Linked DNA regions of Triticum aestivum: region 1 is linked to region 2. The links are chromatin contacts, called in public Hi-C maps. All regions are on one chromosome and are shown on one strand. The core of a region is the stretch at or near the end of the contact, and the rest is flanking DNA. Distances in the headings are between cores, read along the strand shown. Region 1 holds the start of LOC123128455 (protein PHOSPHATE-INDUCED 1 homolog). Region 2 holds the start of LOC123128451 (24.1 kDa heat shock protein, mitochondrial).

The links. Hi-C and Micro-C count contacts between places; a contact is called where the count stands out from the background.
Region 1: a Hi-C map of leaf shows a contact between it and region 2, with 5 times the contacts expected there. The contact joins the promoter of LOC123128455 here to the promoter of LOC123128451 in region 2. A contact is called at or near these places in 2 of 5 Hi-C or Micro-C datasets (both in leaf).

What each region holds. Positions count from the first base shown.
Region 1 is chr6A:555,390,466-555,393,550 of IWGSC CS RefSeq v2.1, forward strand. It overlaps LOC123128455 (protein PHOSPHATE-INDUCED 1 homolog), which reads right to left and starts at 1,278. Exons shown (of 1, transcript XM_044548456.1): 1 at 56-1,278. The coding sequence starts at 1,158. The coding sequence ends at 223.
Region 2 is chr6A:555,146,556-555,149,255 of IWGSC CS RefSeq v2.1, forward strand. LOC123128451 (24.1 kDa heat shock protein, mitochondrial) reads right to left here and starts at 1,275. Exons shown (of 2, transcript XM_044548452.1): 1 at 955-1,275; 2 at 219-825. The coding sequence starts at 1,183. The coding sequence ends at 407. LOC123128452 (polyadenylate-binding protein 2) reads left to right here and starts at 1,534. Exons shown (of 6, transcript XM_044548453.1): 1 at 1,534-1,740; 2 at 1,846-1,939. The coding sequence starts at 1,636.

The DNA of each region.
Region 1 (3,085 bases), core at 28-2,527, 240 kb after region 2:
GTTTAGAATACTAAAGTAGTGATCTAAACGCTCTTATATTAGTTTACAGAGGGAGTAGTAAACTTTTTTCATTCAACAAATGAAAGAATTTCATCTCAACGCCTCTACAGGCACACAGATTAACATCAGCACGCGCGTGGAAGGTGGAACACTCTCCACACAGCAACAACGCCACCGCAACTATAACTACACACACACCATCATGGTCCTACACGTACGAGCCTACCCCAAGGTGGAGCAGGCGGACGTGTCGGGGTCGACGAGCGCCGGGACCAGGTATTTCCGGCCGTGGGCTCCGTTCGCGTTGAAGCTGGCGCCGGTGGCCGGGTCCACGAGCAGCGAGCCGGCGTAGCCGGGGTACGCCCCCTTGCCGTACACCCCGGCGCACGCCGTGGCGGCCTCCAGCGGCGCCTCGGCGGGGCCCTGGAAGAAGCCGTTGCCGAAGGGGTTGGTGACGGTGCCGACGATCATGGACGCGAGGGACACCACCATGCCGTCGACGCCGACGTCGCCGTTGGGCGGCGCGAGAGGCGCCGTCTGCGGGCCGTACTGCGGCTGGTGGAACGGCCACGCGCACTGCCCGGCGCACTGCGTCGCCGGGTTGCCCACCCACACGTACGCGAACCGACCCGCACGGGACCGCGGGGACGCGCCGTGGGAGCCGCAGCGGCTCATGCAGAAGCCGTCGACGGCCACGTCGTCGGCCGTGAGCACCACGTTGATGGCGCGGCTGGGCCCGCCGCGCGCCGCGAGCCGGACGAGGTCCCGCTCCCGGAGGTGCTTGCCGAGGGAGTAGGACCGGTCGAAGACGTGGGAGCCGAGGGCCAGCGCCGGGAAGCGGGCCTTGGAGCTGGCGTAGTACTTCTGCGCCGTCTTGAACCAGGTGGCCACGGACGGCTCCGGCTGCGGGGCCGGCGCCGGGGACGCGGAGGCGAGCGACGAGACGAAGTCGGTGACGATGGCGCGCTGCGGCGCGGAGAAGTTGCCGTACCAGACGAGGTTGACGGCGATGCGGCCGGAGAGGAGCGCGCCCTTGTGGTACTTCATGGTGATGGGCTGCTCCTGCACCAGCGCCTGCAGCCTCCTCGTGGCCCCGCAGGACTGCAGCAGCATTGCGCACACCACGAGCGCCACCGCCATGGAACCGAAGGACGCCATTGCCGCAGCTCTGAGGCGGTGGGTCTCTCCTCCTCTTGCCTAGGATGCTCTGTATCAGCTCGTGAGCCGGTGATGGACTGGTGGGGAGTGAGCTCGGGTTTTATAGAGGGAGAGACAGTGGAGCACCGCAAAGGTGGTGGGCATGGTACCGAGGGACGGGGCACCGCGTGACGTATGAATGAGGGGCGCCGCTGGCTTCTTTCTTTCTGCGGCCAAAGTAAAGACGGGGGCGTCCTTGGCCCGAACGGTCACTGACAGCTGGCTTTTCGCGTGCTCCTGCTCGCGCCCAGCTGTGGCCGCGAGGCCGAATGACCCTTTTGCCCCGTCGCTTTGTCCCTCGGGGACCGTTGCGTGAGCGCGCCCGCGCGCGACGCCGCGGGGGCAGTTCGGTGATCGCGGCCGGACGGGGTAAAGTGGGGGCTGCGGGAGTGGGTAAAAGCAGGGGTTGGCTTCTCGAGGCGTTTGAAAGCTGCTTCGCTCGCTCGGCTGGGCAGCACGGGAACGGGAAGGAATACGAACGTTGGGTGCGGGCCGGGCCGGGCCGGGCTGGGCAGCTCCAGCTTTTCTGAAGTACGTTGCGGGGTCACTCGCGGGCTGCTTCCTGGATCCGGTGTAGGCAGGCACAGTGCACTGGGGGTACTTCGGTACTGTCGGAGCACAGTATAGCAGGTTTGTCCGTCGCGGCTGCCTTTGCCACTGGCGTTGGGCTGGCGCTTGGTGGAATGTGGTTGGCAAAAGAAGCGAGACGAGACCGTGGAACAGTGCTCCTTATGTTAACCCATGGCCATCTGCACGGAAATGGTGGATCGGGCGGAGCAGCTGGCCGTCGATCTGCTTCAGCGACGCGATCTGGCAGGTCTCATGCACTTTTTTTTTAGTAAAAGGTCTCACAGCACTTCAGAAATGCATTTACCGCGTTGGTCTTTTCAGTTCTCAGGCCCTACTAGCAAATAGTGGGTTAGAGGGTATGACGACCCAGTAAAGCTGATGGGCGAGTTAAGGCCGCCCCAGTCTCCCGTGTCCTCCCGGATCCTCGCTGCGCGTATTATCATTAGCCTGCTAGGCCCATCTTGGTAGGGCACCGCCCAAGCGAGCGAAAGTGCAGGACCCACTGGCCGGCCCATCTCCGTAGGGCGCGATCCGCACGTTTTAATGCGCGCGATAGGGCGCCATCCCATCCTCATCCGATCCGACGTGTTGTTTCCGGCGTCGCCTAGAGATCTGCGTAGCGTAGCGTACGGCTAGCCGCCAGCTGGTGGTGAAGCGGCTAGGCGCGTCGCCGGCCGGACTGGCCCCACGTACTACGCCTCACGACGCGCTCGTGAGTGAATCCGCCCGCTCACTGCTCGTCGAGCACCAGCACCAGCAGCCGCTGCCGGACAGACGGCCGCCCGCCAGGCGCCAGCCGTGCAGCCGGAGGGACACGCGTGCGCACGTACGTGGACGCGCAGGCCTACCTGTCAGAAGGGCCTCGTGGGCGCCCGTGGGCCGTTGGATCCATCTGTGGCCTAGTGAGTGAGTGTGGGAGTACGTGCGTGCGTGCGTGCATGTCTGACAGATCGTGCCCTCTCGATCGACAAATATTTTGTCTTCCCCTTAAAAAAAGACAAATATCGTGTGCCCAGTCATCAACAATGATGATAAAATCCTGTTTTCACTCGCATTTTGGCGTACGTGTCTGCCGAACACAGCAGGAGCGGCAGCAGCTCTCGTGTTCCTTTCGAGCGAATGATTCAGGCCAGCTGGGCGACGCCGACGACGCCTTGGCATCTTCTGCTCCAGGAACGTTCGGCCAGCCATCATCATGAGCGACCTTGTGGACGGTTCGGCGATTGTAGCTCCGCATGGCCCCGTTGCCACACCGGCCACCGGCAACGCGCCCGGCGTCTTCCCGTTTCCTCGCACGGCGGGCGGCCAGCCACTAGCC
Region 2 (2,700 bases), core at 25-2,524:
CGGGCGCCGCCGGCGCAAGTTGGGCCGGAGGAGGCCAGCTGACGTAAGGGAATGGGAAGGAAGGTTTTTGCACAATGGTGGATAACGGCAACAAACGCCAGCCGTCCGCATCACGGTTGAGAGAAAGTATTTCAGGGATTTGAAATCATTTGCGTCGTGCTCTATATTCTCGGGCCGTGGCCCTCTTATACGATATGTAAAATTTGCTTCAGAAGAAAGACCAAGAAAAACGGATCTATTGTTTGATCGATTCATACTCGTACAGGCACTTAACACGAGACCAAAACATCCAGACCCAACACGACAAACAAAAAAGCTTGAGTTATTTTTAGTTATTATTACTCGGCTCACACGAGACGACTCGGCTATTCCGTGACGCGAAACTTGGCGTGATCCTGCCTAGTGCCTAGTCCACTTTGACCTCGAAGACGTCCTTGCGCTCCTCCTCCTTGACCTTGGGCACGACCACCCGGAGCACGCCGTTCTTCATCTCGGCCTTGATCTGGTCCATCCGGTACACGTCCCCGGCGAGCTCGAGCCGGCCGCTGTACCTCGGCGCGTCGGCGCCCTCCCGGTCCGATTCCTTCTCGCCCTCGCCCTTGATCACCAGGCTGTTCTGCTCCGCCCACACCTTCACGTGCTCCTTGCCCAGCCCCGGCATGTCCACCCTCAGCCGCGGCGCGTCCGCGTCCTCCCTCGCGTTCCACCCGCGCCGGAGCGGCGCCGCCCGCGCCGCGCCGTCGGGGGACGCCGCCGCCACGTCGTCCAGCATGCTCAGCAGCCGGCCCAGGCTCTGCGGCGCGCTGAACGGGTCACGGAACACATCTGCACAAGAACAGTCAGCACAGAACTCTGTCACGCACGCTGCCGGAGTTGGAATCTGGTTCAGATCGCGCAGCGGAGAGATGAATCCAACGCGTTGGAGTGACAAGCATGGTGCGGGATGACGACTACCTGAGAAGAAGCTGGGCACGCCGACGTCGCGCTCGCGCGCGCCGCTGCGGGGGCTGCGCTCGACCGCCTCGTCCCGGTCGTAGCTCCGGAGGGGCGCGCCGGCGTTGTACCCGCGGACGCCGCCGGCGACGGCAGCCGGCCTGAGAGCCGACCCGGAGGACGCGGCCAGGAGGTTCTCCATGGCGCGCACCAGCGGGATCCTGTTGGAGAACACCACCCGTGATGCCATTGTCCACGCTCTCCCTTCTCTCCCTGCCTGTGTTCGTCGGATGTTTCTGGATTTTACTGCGATGAGCACGACGCGGATCGCCGGGGACTGTGGAGATTTATATCCGCGATGTGGCTTGGGGAAGGATTTAGAAGCTTCGCGAATGCCCCGCCGCGCAGCTGCGCTCCGAACAGTCCAGAAGGCACGGGAATGCGTCCGGCACCTTTCCCCGCGATGTCTGGACCCACCTACAAGGCCCAGGCCCAGGCCCAACGGGCGTATAGTCCATTATAAGCCCAAAACCCAAGAGCAGCGATGATAGTACGAGGCCCATAAGCCCAACTGAAGCATACGCGGAGTACCGACCGAGCCCACCCGCTCCATCTTCGCTTCCGACCCCAAATCCACCGAACCGGATCAACTCCAAAAAAAAAAAATCCACCGAATTGGGTTTAGATCGGGGAGAGACGGCCATGGACGAGGAGGAGCACGAGGTGTACGGCCAGGAGATCCCCGTGGACGGCGACATGGAAGGCGCCGACGTCGACATGGCCGCCGCCGGAGACGACGCAGCGAAGGTCCACCCCTGCCCCCACCCCCATCCCCATCCCTCGGCTCCCTGTCTGCGCGCTAAACCCTAAACCTAGTTTAGTTCTGACCGCGCGCTTTCTCGCCCGCTGCAGGAGCTCGACGAGATGAAGCGTAGGCTCAAGGAGATGGAGGAGGAGGCCGCCGCCCTGCGCGACATGCAGGCCAAGGTCGCCAAGGAGATGCAAGGTTGTCTTTCTAGATGCGCCTCCTTGTACTTGTCGCGATTTGCTTAGGTTGGTTTTAGCCGCTTTTGATCTATTTGGGGATGCCTCGTGATGGTCTTGTAATCCCACACGCAGTAGGCTATCAGGCAATTTGATGAACTTGAGATTGGTACTCATAAATCTGACCAAATTACTGTTTCTTTTACACCGTAAAATTGCAACTATTGTAGGTGTTGTTTGTAACTTTATGGCCCATTCTGTAGTGTTGAGTAGGTAAAATAAATCGGATGAATTGTGCCTTCTGCACATAGTGCCGATGTGTGTAGTTTGTAACCACACGCGAGCAGTATGTTTTAAGTTCCTTCTGCACCACTATTGAGTTACATGAATCTGAACGTTGACTGGTTTGCTGTTTGTAATCCCGGCATAGACTCTAGAGATCTGGTTCTTCTATATGACTATGTCCAGGATATGCACTTCAAGAATAATTTTGTGCTAATGTTTCAATTTTAAACTGCCGCCATATTTCAGAGTTCCTCCCTTATTTTTCAGTATTTTATATCATATTGGGACCCTTGTTCTTTTCTCTCTCTATAATACTCACTCTTCTCCAATCTTTCTGCTCCTTGTACTGATTACTTCATATTTTCATAATATCACCAACAGTAAATTTAGGTCTGTGCAATGAAGATATGCCTCGTGGTTTCTTGCTTATGTAGTTGAAGTAGTGGCATGATTGTGTAGCATGCCTTGTATTAATCTTTGTTTTGGCATGAATACTTA